2 separate regions of the Sus scrofa genome follow, and region 2 is linked to region 1. The links are chromatin contacts, called in public promoter capture Hi-C maps. All regions are on one chromosome and are shown on one strand. The core of a region is the stretch at or near the end of the contact, and the rest is flanking DNA. Distances in the headings are between cores, read along the strand shown.

Region 1 (7,869 bases), core at 2,765-5,264:
TGTATACTCATCATATTTCACCCATCTAAAAGATAAAATAACCTTATTTCCCACCACTAAATTAAGGGTACCTTGATTCTCTTCCCTTTGTCCTTCAGATCAGTTGAGGCTTTGAATACAACTGTTGGCAACTCTTTCTTCAAATAATTTAGCCAGTTCTCCAAATTTTCCGTTGGTACCAAATCTGATAGGAATTAAGAATAAAACACTGCTCCAATTTGATCATTTTGTTGAGGTGAATTTGCAGTGTTTGGAAAGCTCCGGATTTCACTCAGGATTATCTTTCCCCAGTTTTTTCACAAGTATCTAAACTAATGGGGAGGCAGTCAGCTCCCCATCATGCTTCTGTTAACAGAACTCAGTACCTACACCTCTGTATTTCTTCAATTCCCTTCTGCACTGCTCACCCTTTCAGGATTAAGCCAACCTCTAAATTATTACCCTACTAACCTTAGGGCTCTGTTTCCAGAATTTACTCTTAGGGAGCAGCCATGTTTACTGACTCCAAGAGTAATTTTAGATTCTAGCTTACTCTGTGCTTCACAAATCTCTTTTCTGGGTGTTCTTGTCCCTTCTGCCCAAACCCAGATACAAAACTATGTATTTCATTTAAATAATGCCAGGTTGACATTGTGCAGGTGTGGGGAATACGGAACACTGTCATCACTTCCTATGTGAAAAATACTGCACAGTATAAAAGCTTACACTCTTAAATAAGACAAAGTAGTTTTAAATATTCAATAGCAAAAAAAAAAAAAAATTACAAACCACATAAATCACTTCTAGAAAACATTTCCAGCCTACTATCTAGCACTGTCTTTGTTAACAAGAGCACACACATATGCACTGGTTTTGCTGAGGTCAGAGTTGGATCTTATCAGTCTTCAGACACAATCAGACTGTTCAGATGTTTTCCTCACACCTCAATAGTGCATATGGAACATAAAAGGGCAATTATTTTTGCTTACCTGACTTATTTAGTACAAGTACTAGCCTTTTCTGTCTACCCTTGACAATGGCTTCTTCCACCTGGGGACACCTGCAACCAAGAGGATCTCTGGCGTCTAATACCTCCAGCACAACATCTGAGGCTTCGATCACCTGTCAAAGCAGAAGCTATCAGAACAGCACCCCCTGCTCTGGCACTACCCTCCACATAAGTACATCAGCATTGTCTACTTTGTAACAAAGTAAACTCAGAGTTAAATCTCTTGTCTTCACTTGGGTTATCAAGCTAACACATTCACCATTTCTTATATGAAAATAAAACAGGTTTGTTTCAGTTGCCTTTGATCAAAGTGGATTTCAAGAGTGGAAACAGTCAAACTATCTAAACATGTAATCCTCTCCTTGTAAATTATATAGATTGATTAGCCTTTGTGGCCAAGACCTGATAAGCAGCCTAGTCACAGATGGGAATGAGCTTAGGAAAACAGACATTGGGAGTACTATAACAAGCCATCCCCTTGAAATCCCCTCACTTTGGTTTTAGCATTGTACTTTAACAGATTCTTATATTTTTTTGCACTGCCTTTTTTTTTTTTTGCCATTTCTAGGCTGCTCCTGTGGCTTATGGAGGTTCCCAGGCTAGGAGTCTAATCTGAGCTGTAGCTGACGGCCTACACCAGAGCCACAGCAACGTGCGATCTGAGCTGCGTGTGCAACCTATACCACAGCTCACAGCAATGCCAGATCCTTAACCCACTGAGCAAGGCCAGAGATGGAACCTGCAACCTCGTGGTTCCTAGTCGGATTCGTTAACCACTGAGCCATGAGGGGAACTCCTACACTGCTACTCTTAATGTATTGTTCTACATTTAAAAAACCACTGTGTCAACACATGTTACTTTATAAAATGCCACTTTTGTAAATCATGCTTACGGTAAATTGTTCCCACGAAAAAATTTAAAACAACAAGAATATGTCCTTCAGCCAAACATAACAGAGTAAGCCAGCTTGCTGGAGGAGTCTTCCAGCTCCAGAGAACCCTACTTCTACCTTTGCAAGGTTGGTGTCATAAGGAAAAAAAAAAAAATGACAATAGTCTTTCAAACATCATTACCATTTTTAGGCACTGACCTAGACTAAGATACCTTTTTAAGTTCCTGACAGTACAACTTCTTTGGATTCTGTTTGCTTGACTTGGCTTTCTTAGCTTTAGATCGCCCAAATTCCTATAGGATAAAGACAAAAGGAAGTAGACAAAATTAGAAGGTCAGTAGATGTAACCTGTTTCTCCATTTTTCATGAACAACTGGAGTACTGCAGTTGATATTTTAATAAATAAGACAGAATTTGAATTCAGCCTTTTTTCCTCCCAAGAGGCATAGCAACCCCTGCCTTAGCATGTGCTTTTTTACTTCTAGAATTTATCTCTTGCTCACAAACAGACCTCATCATACCTCTTTCACAAGAACCTTGTGAGACAGCTCAACACCAGGATTAGTTTCAAGTTTTCTTTTCTTGTCCTGTTCCTTCTGCCTCTCAAGTTTCTGCTGCTGTTTCAGTTCTTCAAGCTATGTCCAAGCCACAAGAGAAATGAGTGAGCCAAAGTGACCTGGTGTTCTGACTTTATTTTGAAAAAATACACACATCACTTGTTGAAAATTTCAGCTAATGCATCTTACCCGCTGTTTCCTTAGCTCAGCTTCCCGAAGAAGAGCCTCCTTAAAAGGAGCACTATTTGGAATTCCTGGGTCTTTCCTAGGCTTCTTTCGACCTCGTTTTTTAGCCTCTTTCCTCAATTTTCGATGGTGCTCTCGTACCTATCAAGAGAAAAAAATTTATCAGCATACAAAAATACTAAAGAGAACTCACATGAAAAATCAATCATGTTGCATTTTAGTTGTATTGGTAAGATGACCTAAAAACACTTTAACTGCAATACAAAGGACCCACCACGTTTATATATACATCAACAAGAAAATGTCAGCAGGAGATTCTTTTTGCAGCAATTCTTACCATGTTAATCAATTTTATAGACTTTCTCATCACTTTATCACTGCACTTTCCCACAGCTGTACTTCTGATGCCTAAAAGCTTGCTCTCATAGCTAGTCTATTCAATCTCTGTTTCCTGAGGTGAAGTCATATTAATAGAGACCTCTTTGTGGAGGAGTGGGGCAGAAATAAGTTTAGCTTTACAGTTGCTATAACTCTCCCAACAACAAGACTTACCTTTTTTTGGATTTTATACCGCTTATGGCAGGTCATGCGTTTACTTGATTTCTTTAACTCTACAAAGCAATAGATCACAAAGGTATTACTTTTTTTTTTTTTTTGGGGGGGTCTTTTTGCTATTTCCTGGGCCGCTCCCGCGGCATATGGAGGTTCCCAGGCTAGGGGTCGAATCGGAGCTCTAGTCACTGGCCTACGCCAGAGCCACAGCAACGCGGGATCCGAGCCGCGTCTGCAGCCTACACCACAGCTCACAGCAACGCCGGATCGTCAACCCACTGAGCAAGGGCAGGGACCAAACCCGCAACCCCATGGTTCCTAGTCGGATTCGTTAACCACTGCGCCACGACGGGAACGCCGATATTACTTTTTAAAATCACTTTTTATAATCTATTTCATCCATAAACGATCGATTTGTTTAGTTTTTGATGACTTTGCTCTAGGGTCATATCCATTTATCCATTTATTTTGTTAAGTAATTAACTACCTCTGAAACCTATTTTAAGTATCCTGTGAGGAATTCCTGTCCTGGCTCAGCAGTAAGGAACCCGACTAGTACCTATGAGGAAATGGGTTGGATCCCTGGCCTCCTTCAGTGGGTTCAAGATCTGGTGTTGCTATGAGATGTGGTGTAGGTCAGCAGCTGCAGCTCGGATTCCATCCCCATCCTGGGAACTTCCGTATGCCGCATGTGCGGCACTAAAAGACAAAAAAACAAAACAAAACAAAAAAAAAAAACTGTGGGGCCCCCGATAAAAACAAACATGGGCCACCCAAGTCCCAGAGAATGTGACCTAATTAATAGATCTGGTATAGAGCCCAACTTTCATGGTCTCACTTTTCCAAGATAAGACTGGGATCACACACAGGAGCGTATAAGACTCAAGACGACAGCTACTTCTTGTCAAACAACAAAATCACAAAGGAAAACCTAACATTGGGTTTGAGAGGCGACTCTCAGACCTTACCAGGGCCGGACCGAACGTGGCCGTAGAAGGGAAAATGCTGGGCCCAAAACCCGGCTCAGACACTGAAATACGCCTCAAGAAACCCTACCCTGATCTTCATCCTTGGGACTCAGCCTTCCTTCTGTACCACGGGCCCGCGGTCAACGTGGGGCCTTCCAACCCTCGGATGGACCAGGGAGACAACCTACCCGCTAGACCCTTATTTCCACAGATCAAGCGGCACAGGCTCATCGACCATCAAGTCCCTCTACACCCGCCCCACGACCCGACTCACTCGGCCGCTTCATACTGGAAGCTGGAAAGGCAATGCCAGCAGTTACACCAGCGCTCGCAGACACAATGTGCCTCCGAAAGGGCCACGTGCGAATTAAGGCCACTAGTGAGCGTCACGCACTCACGCAGCTGCCGTAAAGCGCACCGCCGCCGGCGCGCGTGCGCGCGCACGCAGTGTCGCGCAGAGCCAGGATCGCTTGGCGGCCGCGGGGCTGGTTTTGCGGCGGAACCGGGAGGGGTGAGGGCGGTGAGGGCGGCGGGTGCTGGAGCGACGGCAGCGGCCGCGGCCGGAGGAGCAATAGCAGCAGCCGTGGCGGCCACGGGGCGGGGCGCGGCGGTCGGTGACCGCGGCCGGGGCTGCAGGCGGCGGAGCGGCTGGGTAAGGCCAGGCGCGGGGCGGGCGGGGCCGCTTCCTCTCGGCCGACTGCCGGGCCTTTGTGTGGGCCCGGGCGGGCGGGAGCAGCGGCGGAGGCCCCGCCCCGGCCGTGGGGACGCGCCGGTCCGGCCGGGTGCGCGGGGCGGGGCACGGCGGCAGGCTTCGTGACGGGCCCAGCAGCTTTGCCGCACCTGCCGGCCGGGACAAAGGCGCGCCGCGGCCCGGAAACTCTCGGAGACCCGCTTTCCCGCCCCCGGCGGCTGATCGAGCGCTTGTCGCGGACAGCTTCAAAGCTGTCAACGTATCTCTTAGTCCCCCGTAGCAGTGACAGGTCGTACCAGTGACAGGTCGGAAAGTCTTTCATTTTCTCCACAGTTCAAGGCCTCTTTTTTTTCTTGTCTTTTCCTGGCGGTTCGGGCGCAAAGCCTCCTAGTAATTTTTTAAAAACACTTTCTGGCTAACTGTGTTCAGACTGTTTTTTATCAGTGGGACTTGTATTTATCGTAGGGGCCGCATAGAGTTACTTAACTGCAACACCACAAATAATCAAGGTTTAAAATTGTGTAAACTTCTGAGTTTTAATATTTTTCCGTCTCAAAATTTTTTACTGAGAGAGAAACATGGTTTTGTTATTATAGGGTACATATTGGTGACTTAAGGGGGAAGAAAAACTGGCAAAAATTTAGAGGGGACCCTCAGAAACAAAGACAAATATACGGTATGGTGGTTATAGAAATTATTACTATGATTTTAGAAACATGTTGGAATAAAGCGTTTGTATTAACTTATTTTCCAACAAGCTAGGACTCCTCAAAAATGATTTCTAAGTATTGTTTTTTTCCATTTTGTAGTGTGCTCTTTTCCCAAATGTAATTCAGAAACAAGTTGGACTATACAAAAGCGTAGTAATTTCTGCTTTATAACTTGTTAGTATATTGGCCATGTTTTAAGATCCAAAGAAATATCGAATGATATCTTTTTTTTTTTTTTTTTTTTTCGTCTTTTTAGGGCTGAACCCACAGCATATGGAGATTCCCAGGCTAGGGGTTGAATTGGAGCTGTAGCTTCTGGCCACAGAAATGCCAGATCCGAGCCAGGTCTGCAGCCTACACCACAGCCCCCGGCAAATGCCCTATCGTTAACCCACTGAGCGAGAGATTGAACCTGCATCCTCTTGGATACTAGTCCGGGCTCGTTATTACTGAGCTATGATGGGAACTCCTGGATGATATCTTTTGAAGAAATATGTCAAACCAGTTACATGTGCATGTGGATGAGTAAAAGTGCTTTGACCACTGTCTTTGGCTTTGGAAGTGTACAAAATACCTCGCATATTAATATTCTTCCCAGATCTTCAAGATTAGTAAATTGTTGTATATGTATGAGAGACTACTATGAAGCCATCCAACATCATGTGAAAGAATGTCAACTTGGGAGAATCATCCCTAAGTTAAAACACAGGCTGCAATATAATATACGCAGTTTGTTCGTAGTTTTGTTTTTCTTAAAGGCAGCTGAGGCGTGAATAAATACTGAAAGTGTCAACACTAATGTTAAGAGTGGATTTTCTCTGGAAATTAGTGTTATAAGTGGGTTTTTTTTTTTCTCTTTGAACCGTCTGTTTTCCAAGATTTTTGTTTTAAACATGTATTGCAGTACTAAAGAATCACTAGAAATACAGGAAAGTACTGAAAGTTTATAAATTGTCAAAACATACCAGCAAAGCTTTACTGAGTAAATAGTTTCCCAGTTGCACATTGTAAAGTTATTCTTTACTGTCCACTGTAATTTATCATTGGTTTTTAGACTTTTGGACCTGTGATTGTAATCAGTGCCATTTTAAAACTTGTAACTGAGCTTCAGAATCGATTTCTTGTTCTCTTTATATAAAAAGAATTGCTGAATGGATGCTCACAGACCTTCTAAACTACACAAACTTTTTTCTTAACATCCCATTTAAGTTCACTTTTAATACATTTATTAAACAGAAGTTGATCACCCAAACTGTGCTGTAAATCAGGCTACAAAAATGGATAAAACGCTGTTCCTGGAGTTCCCGTTGTGGTTCAGGGGAAACAAATCTGACTAATATCCATGAAGATGCAGATTCAAACCCTGGCCTCTCTCCATGGGTAGGGGATCCGGCGTTGCTGTGAGCTCTGGTATAGGTCTCAAGACAAGGCTCGGATCCCACATGGCTGTGGTGTAGGCCAGCAGCTACAGCTCCAATTTGACCCCTATCTTGGGAACTTCCATATGCTGCCGCCAGTGTGGCCCTAAAAAAAATAAAAAAGAAAAAAAAATGCTGTTCCTGTGTCCAAGGGAGCATGCAGTCCTAGAGTTAAAACTTAACACTTTTGTTGTGCTTTGAAGTTTCAAAGTGATTTCACGTACATCTCACTGTCACGACAATCTCAGGGAGGTATGTACACTCTAGTGTTCTCATTTTAGAAATGAAGAGACAGATCTGAGAGGTTGTAACTCAAGCAACATCAAATGGATAGAGATGAAAGACTTGGGTCTCTTGTCTTCTGAGCTCAGGTCTTATTGCTCCTCCTACATTTCCTTTCTTGCTAAACTTCCAAAATACATTTTAAAATGTATTCTTTGGATGAGATTTGAAAATTATTCTTAGGTAATAAGGACCTTTTTTTTTCTTACCAAAGTAAATTAATGATTCAAGGAGTTTTTGATGTTGTATGGTCTAAACTATATATACATATACCCCAGTGATTTACATTTTTTGTCATTTGATTTTCAGTGGATTATTTGCAAAAGTAATTTTGATCTCCTGCCACATGGTTGAAGGCTTTTTTTTTTTTTTTTTTGGTCTTTTTAGGGCCTCACCTGAGACCTATGGAAGTTCCCAGGCTAGGGGTCAGATTGGAGCTGCAGCTGCTGGCCCACACCACAGCAAACCAACTCTTCGTCTGCGACCTACACCACAGATCACAGCAATGCTGGATCCCTCAGCTACTGAGCAAGGCCAAGGATTGAACCCACATCCTCATGGATACTAGTTGGGTTTGTTACCACTGAGCCATAATGGGAACTCCACCCCCCCCTTTTTAAACCT
Region 2 (7,869 bases), core at 3,588-6,087, 360 kb before region 1:
GACCTACACCAGAGCCACAGCAACGTGGGATCCGAGCCGCGTCTGCAACCTACACCTACACCACAGCTCACGGCAACGCCGGATCCTTAACCCACTGAGCAAGGGCAGGGACCGAACCCGCAACCTCATGGTTCCTAGTCGGATTCGTTAACCACTGCACCACGACGGGAACTCCTCCATTTAATGTATATTTCTTAACATCATTAAAATAATAATTGAATATTTTGTGAAAGGCAAAATGATCACACTCCTCTGATAGATAAAATTAAAATTATTTTTTAATGAAAATTATATTAAAATAGTATTTATCTCATCTTTTCTTCCTTTTAAAATTTCTATATTTTGCGTATGTTTTATAATGCATGTAATATTTTAGTAGATGGAGTAGTATATGTGTTTTTTGTTTTTTGGTTTGTTTTTGGCTGCAGCTGTGGCATGTGGAAGTTCCCAGGCCACAGACTGAACCTGCACCACAGTCGCAGCCTACACCATATTGTGGCCTGCACCACAACTGCGGTAACTCTGGATCCTTAACCAGCCACACCTCGTGGGAACTTCCTATTCCTATGTGTTTAAATAATGATTTAAACATGAATAAACATACTGGAGGGTGTGTGCTTAAAACTTAACTGATGTGGGTACAATATTTTGAAAACTAGTAGAATACAGAGCTGCTAAAGTTCCCATTGTGTCTCAGTAGGTTAAGAACCCAACTGGTATCCATGAGAATGTGAGTTTGATCCCTGGCCTTTCTCAGTGGGTTAAAAATCTGGCATTGTTGCAAGTTTTGGTGTAGGTTGCAGAGGTGGCTCAGATCCAGTGGTGCTGTGGCTTTGGAGTAGGCCAGCAGCTGCAGCTCCAATTCGACCCCTAGCCTGGGAACTTCCATATGCTACAGATGTGGCCCTCAACAAAAAAAGACCAAAAAAAAAAAAAAAAAAAAAGAGTGTTTATGGTTATGGCCTTGGATTCTTAGGACCCAGCAAGATGTGTGGCTTTAACACCATTTTACAGAAATAAGGAAACTGAGGCCCAGATAAATACAGAGTGCCATTAAATGAGGTCTCATAAGGAAGCAGTGACTAAATCTGGACTTGAACCTCAAGCTTTCTGCCTCTAAATATGCTGTTGTTTGTTTTTTTGTTTTTTCCCTTGCAACACAGCATAGGAGAGAGGAATGCCTGGTGGGGGGAATTGCTGGAGCCTGGACATGGAGGTAGAACCAGGCAGGTGTCGAGGGGACATGTGGCAGAGGCCTGTGCTCCCAGGGCAGCAGGCCCAGCAAGTGAACCAGGCCTCAGTGGAGAGTGGCATGGTGTTGAGCATGACTCTTTGGTGGTGATCACTTGATCCCTTCATGATTAGCTAAAAGGCGTCATGCTGTGACTTGCTTCTCTTTAGCTAATTGAAGGGAGCTGGCTGGTCATTGGCAGTGGAGGGCTGACTGCTGACAGCAGGGCCTGGAGCTTTAAGTTCTTCTTGGGTTAAAAGGGACCCACATCCTGGCTAAGGGCTCTATGGATCCACAGAGTCCAGGCCTGGTCATCATATTCTCATTCAGAACAAGTGCCTGAGTTGACACTCACCACAGAGAGCAGGCTCACTTGGAAATGTAGGCTAGGCTTCAGGAAATAGGGGATTCATAGAGAATGATCAAACACTGACCTATTGGTCAGTGAGGATAGGGCGTCATAATTGCCACACACATACACCCCCACCCCAATGAGCCAGTAGGAAGTGCAGACTGAATTGGAATGGCTGGGATACCTCAAGAGTATGCCACCTTCAGTCTTGGATGTTGCCAGCTGACATACTAGCCATCCTCTTGTCAACCTGCTGCCTCTCAGAAAAAGGGCCAGACCCATGGTGAACGAAACAGGCACATCTCTGTTTTTTAGGGGACTGATGTTTGTGGGTTATATGAGAGTGGCAGAATCTCCCAAGATGACCAACACATACAGACACAAATTATAAACACCAATTGTGAAGGAAACAATTGGAAAAGAGAGAGAATCTGTTTAGAGTAGACAGGGAAGGCTTCTCCAAGGAGACCTTAAACAGATACTGGAACAATGAGATGGTACCAATTATATGAAGGTTGATGTAGGAGGTGGGATGGAGAGTATGCCAGGTGGTGGGACAGCATGTGCATGAGTCCTGAGATGGAAAGGACCTTGGCATACTTATAGTATGGAAAGGAGACAGGTACAGTTAAGCTGCAACAAGGTGAGTGGTGCATGGTGTTTGTAGGGTGGTCAGGGCCAGTATCACCCACAAGCCAAAGTAGATCTTTTGATTCTTTCAAAGTGCAATGGGAAGCCCTGGGAGGCTTTAAGGCAGGGGTGTGCCATAACCAGAAATCAGTTTTCTCTGTGCTTCTCTGCAGCTGCCTCTTCTGTGATTAACAGCTGCCCAAATTTCTAAGCAGCAGAGAAGTTGAGGAGCTAGCACGCCTGGCTTGTGGTCTAGCTCTGCCTCTCACTGAGTGACCTGGATACTCCCAGTTTGCTCTTTGTCCATAGAGAATGTCATGACTTACCCTGGGGGATATTGCAAGGGGTAAAGAAGATGTCCTGCATGTGCACACATGCCTACACCCACACAGGGCCCTGCATAAGGCAGACTCTTAAATGGTAGTTTTCAACTGTTTCAACTTGTGGCTCTGCTCTTCCTCTTCCTTAGAGGTCATGAAAGTGAGCAGTGGAGAGAGGCTGGAGTTAATGAGGGAGCTTGCTTCTGTGTCAGTTTTTAAATATTTGAATAGATGGAAAGATATAGCACATGTCCTGGTTGGGAAAATGAACTATTATAGAATAGTTGATCTGTTTAAATTAATTCATAGGTTTAATGTAACTCCATGCAAAATCCCATTTTCTTTGGAACTAAAAATATCAGTGACAACACAACATTGTAAATCAACTATACTTTAATAAAATAAATTTTTAAAAATATCAGCAACAACAGCTGACATTTACTGAGTATACACTATGTGCCAAGCTTTGAGCTTGTGAGGCAAGTGTTACTCTAATCCCCATTTTATAGACAAAGACCCTAAGGCCTAGAAGGGATACGCATTTCCAAGGTTATTGGGCTGGTGAGTACTGAATCTGGATGATCCCATCTCCAGCATTCTTAATGCCTGTACGATTATCCTAGAATGTATATGGACTTAAACTGGTCTGAATATCAAGTGATATTCTGAATAAAATAAAAATCCATTAGGGGAATATCTAGACCTACCAGATGTGAGAACCTATTTTAAAGAACTAATATTTAGATCCACATGGTATTTGTTCAAACCAAAATCTGTGAAAGGAAATGGAAAATTCAGAAATAGACCAACCAAAATCAAAAGTCTAGCATAAAAGATTTTAATAAGCAAAGGATAAGGAAAGAATTATTTAATAAATGGCGACTCCATAAGCAAAAAAAAAAAAAAAATTGGTGATGGCGGTAGTTAGTTAAATCCATATTTGATACCACATGGCAAAATAAACTTATCATGGATAATTGCCAAATAATTAAATATAAAATTAAATTGTGCAAGAGTTTCTGCTGTAGTGCAATGGGATTGGTGGCATCTTGGGAGCCCTAGGACACAGGTTCAATCCCAGGGCTGGCACAGTGGGTTAAGGATCCAGTGTTGCTGCAGCTGTGGCTTAGGTTGCAACTGGGGCTTGGATCTGATCCTTGGCCCTGGAACTCCAAATGCCAGGAGTGGTCAAAAAAGACTAAGTAAATAAATAAAATTGTAGAAAATCAGTGGAAAAATACACTATCAGATGGGTGGAAGAAAGCTCGCTTCATCAGCATTGGAGCAATTAAAAAAATCACAAGAGACTAGCATGACAGATTGAATAAAACAAAAAAAGAACAATGGACTGTCACTTTGGATCACTGACAACATAGGAACAATATAACATAAAAAAATGCTTATTCGAAGTTAGAAGAGGTTCAAGTCCCCAAAAGATGAATAGACATGAACAGATCATTTATAGAAGGGAAATACAGATAGTAAATGCAGGGATAAACATTTACTGAGAAATACTGAAGTAACCTTGAACTACCAACAGACACTGCTAAAATAGGGGAGAAAAAAGATGGTACCCAAGGCTTAGAAATGTGTATTAAACTCTTTACACTTGTTCCTGGGAGGTGGAGAATGAGTAGGGCAGCAGCTCTTTGGTAAGTCCTCTGGCACTGTGGGGCAAGCCCACCTCGCCCTTCCTTGCTTAGCCTTTCATCTGGGTATTTAACTGCCAGGAATCTATCCCAAAGGCAGAACTAAGGGATGTGTTAGTAAACAATTGTAAGGAACCAAAATAGGCAATGGTAGGAGACTGACTGAATGGATGAAGATATCTGCACACATTAAAAATGCATCATGTGAACAAAAGAAAAATGTTAGTGATGGTAGCAAACACAAAAGACAATGTGTGGTTGCTACTATGTAAAGACGTGTAGGTGGGTGGAAGGTTTAATGTGTGAAAAGTTTCATGTATTATGGATACTACTTTACTCTTTTTGCATTTTTCTTCCTCCCTGGCTGTCATATTGTCTTTTCAGGGGCAGTTAAAATATCCAGCCAGCAGCGTGCCTGTGAGCAACTCTGTAAAGTGGGGTATTATTTCCCAGCGCAGACTTGAACCGCATTTGGCACCCCTGAATTCCTTGCGGTGGGGATGACTCCTCCACCTTGAAAGGCAGCAGTGATCAGCGCCCATCGGAGCCCTCCTCTCAGGACCGGGAGTCCGAGCACTCCCAGGTCTCCGAGGCTCGGGCACTTCCTTCTCTCTTCCAGAGCAGGTGGGGACGGGCGAGTGTCCCACCAGCACCTGTGTTCGGTGGGTAAGGGGCGAACGAGCTCGGAGAAGTAAACCGCAAGTGGGCACCTCGGGTTGCGGGGCCGGTTCATAGTCACTAAGGAGCTACTGTCTCGACCCCGGGGCCCTGCTCTCCCGCCCGATTTAGACAGCCGTCTCTTGCCACCTCGCCAGGGCCCCGAGCGGCAGGAAAACTCGGATTTACAGGGCGCCTCCTGCGGAAGCCTAGAAATACCGGGTGCGCCGCGGGGCTCCGGTCTGACTTCGCAGTCAGGGGGCAGTTAGGTGCCCTCCCAGGTCTCAAGGGTGCGCCAGATCCCGGACGTGGGCCAGGCGGGCGGACGCAGCCTTCTCCCGCGGCGACACGCGCCTAACTGGGCTCAGGCCGCCGCTCGGTGCGTTCCTGCGCTAATGCCATCTTGCCAGAGGCTGTCACGTGCGGACGACAGCATCGCGCTTCGCCCCGGCCCGAACGCCAAAACCGACATCGGGACGCCACCTGGTTCCCGGGGTTCCATCCAACCCGAGGTGAGGTGAGGGGGCCCTTCCCTCGTGGGTCCGAGCAGGGGCAGCGTGGGCGCTGGGTCCTGGGAGGCGCGTTTCTCCGTCGGGGCCCCAACGCGCCGGGCTGTAGCGCCGTCGGGGGCGGGAGGCGCCACCGCGTGCCCTGTGCCACGGCCCAGGGGGTGTCCAGGGCAAGTTGTGGGCTGGAGCATGCCGGGCGGCGGCGGCGGGTGGCTCTGGACCCCCAGGACTTAAGTCTGCAGTCGCCTCGCCTCCGGCACAGGTCCCGCGGGGCGGGCAGACGCGCGGGAGGGCTTGGAGAGGCCGGGCCGGGGGGCGCCACACGCGCGGCGCGAGGGGCGCCGGCTGCCGGGAGGAGCGCGGATGGTGGGGGGGGCGCGGGCGCATGCGCCCTGCGCCCGTGCCATATTGGAATGAGTCGGAGTGCGGAGCGCCGCGGCCGCCGCCTCCGCCGGAGCGCGGGTGGAGGGGGGCGGGGAGAGCTGCCTGCCGCCCCGCTCCGCGGAGCCCAGCAGGAAGGAGGGCGCGAGCGGGCGAGCGCAGGCGGCGCGAACGGAAAAAGCGTCCGCGCGGGCGAACGAAAAGAAGGAAAGAAAGAAAGAAAACGAGCGCGAGAGGGGAAAAGCGAGCTATTGAGAGAGCGAGCGCGCGAAAACTCCCGGCAGGTAAAAAAGCGGGGCTGCCGGCTGGGCCTTCCCGCGCGGCGGCCTGAAGGGGCGGCGGCGGCGCGGGGACTGGGGACTGCCTGCTGGCCCCTTCTAGGCGGCCGCGCAACTTTGCCAACGAAAATCCGCCGGGAGCCGGCGGCCGGCGGGCGCGCGGGCTGAGGCGCCAACGGGCGGCGGCGGCACGTTGGGGGCGGGGGCGGGGCGGGGGGAGCGCGACGCCCGCGCGCGGCCTGGCGCGCCCCCGAGGCCCCGCGCGCTGGCCGGCCGGGAGGCAGGAGCGCGCCTGGGCGCCTCGCCGCGGTAGCGAGACGCGGCCGGCCGTCTCAAGCCGGCAGCAGGGCGCACGGCAGCCCCCGGGCGTGAAAGGAAAGTGGCCAGTCGGCCGCACCGGGGGCGCCCAAGTTCCCTGGCGCGCTGGGCCCGCCGCGCGCCCCTCCCCGCGCGTCCCACGCTCCCGCCCGCCGAGCCCCCGCGGACCCGCCCCCCGGGCTCGCTCCGGGGCCGGGACGCGAACCCGCAGCAGGACTCGGGGGCGCGCCGCCCGCGCAGCGGTCCGAACTTCACAGGGCCAAGGCGGCCACGGCGCAGAGGTGAAGCGTCTAGCGGCCGCCGCAACCGGTTGCTTCGGCCAGCGTGGTGGAGTGCGCCGGGCCTCCCCTGCGCGGCGCGAGCTGGCCGTGGGCTCGCCAGGAACCCGCCCCCGGCCCCAGCTGGACCTGCCGCTCCGGAGGTCCGTGACCGTTTCGATTTCTGTCCTTAAAGTCTGGTTTTGGACCTTGAAGGAAGCTGTAGAGAGGCGAGCAGAGTGTTCTGAAAAGCCAGGCCTGCTTTGTGGGAAGTAGAAACGCCTTGTGAGAACAGAGATAAATTCCCGCGGAAAGGATGCAATGTTAAGTTTTTCACAAGATGTCAGCTGCTCCCTGGGGTCTGAAACTGAGCCGTAAAGCACAGGTCACCTGCACCGTCTTCTTATGCGTTGGGAGTGGTGTAGCACACCCTTATCAGGGACAGGTTTTTTAATTTAGTGGGGGTTTTTCCCAGCGGGTTACTCAAAGCCATGCGGGTGGACCGCAGCGAGCGAGGTTTCCTGAGTCCTACTTAGAAGTAATATAGTCTTGAGAGCCAAGAAACATCAAAGAGATTTGAAGGGAAATAAGATGAATTTTATCAATCCCTGCTTGTACTTTCTCCTCTGGAACCACATTTTTAAGATGTCACACTTTATTGCCTTGCAAGTAAAATGCCTGAAAATGTAGTTGTTCATTGGTCTACTGTCTTGAGAAGAGCAGAAAATGAGTGTCTTCTTGTGTACGTTTTGGGGCCTTTTGGCCTGGTTTTTTGAGGGGTATGTTGAATCTTTCTAGGCCACAGGTAGATTTCAGAGTTGAGATTTGTTTATAATGTCAGAGAACTAACGGCCTGGTGGAAACGGGAGTGGCCCAAGATCAGGAAACAGTTCTGTAACTACTGTTGTCATTGACTAGCTGCCTTATCTCAGGTATGGAGTATGTTTCTTCCCCTTTATAGATTTGATTTTTCTTATTGCACAATTGGAGGATGAATAGGTCATCATTCTGCATGCTTTCAGTTCTAAAATTTGGTGACTGTTTAAAGTTAAAATTTAAAAAATCTTGGTCTATACTTTGAAAGATTCTGCATAAAAGTGCTCACAATGTGCATCTTTATTAAAATACATTTGAAAAAATATTTTGGAAACTCTAGAGTGATTTTTATGTAATTTACTATTTGGAAAGATAGTTCAAATGTATTTAAGTATTTTTTGAGATACATATATTTATATATGGATATATATTGATTGATTTACTAAGGTCTAACAGTTCTTATGGTTTTTT

The links. Promoter capture Hi-C pulls out the DNA fragments that hold promoters and counts their contacts.
Region 2: a promoter capture Hi-C map of liver shows a contact between it and region 1, with 2.8 times the contacts expected there. The contact joins the promoter of SFMBT1 here to the promoter of PBRM1 in region 1. A contact is called at or near these places in 1 of 5 promoter capture datasets (liver) and 2 of 2 datasets of contacts at active chromatin or transcription factors (alveolar macrophages and skeletal muscle).

The regions. Positions count from the first base shown.
Region 1 is chr13:34,817,262-34,825,130 of Sscrofa11.1, reverse strand. It overlaps PBRM1 (protein polybromo-1), which reads left to right and starts at 4,014. Exons shown (of 29, transcript XM_021068909.1): 1 at 4,014-4,796. The coding sequence starts at 4,179. GNL3 (guanine nucleotide-binding protein-like 3) reads right to left here and starts at 4,888. Exons shown (of 15, transcript XM_001928454.5): 1 at 4,419-4,888; 2 at 3,177-3,235; 3 at 2,628-2,765; 4 at 2,403-2,516; 5 at 2,094-2,174; 6 at 969-1,101; 7 at 72-184. The coding sequence starts at 4,431.
Region 2 is chr13:35,178,042-35,185,910 of Sscrofa11.1, reverse strand. It overlaps SFMBT1 (scm-like with four MBT domains protein 1), which reads left to right and starts at 4,837. Exons shown (of 22, transcript XM_021068955.1): 1 at 4,837-5,351.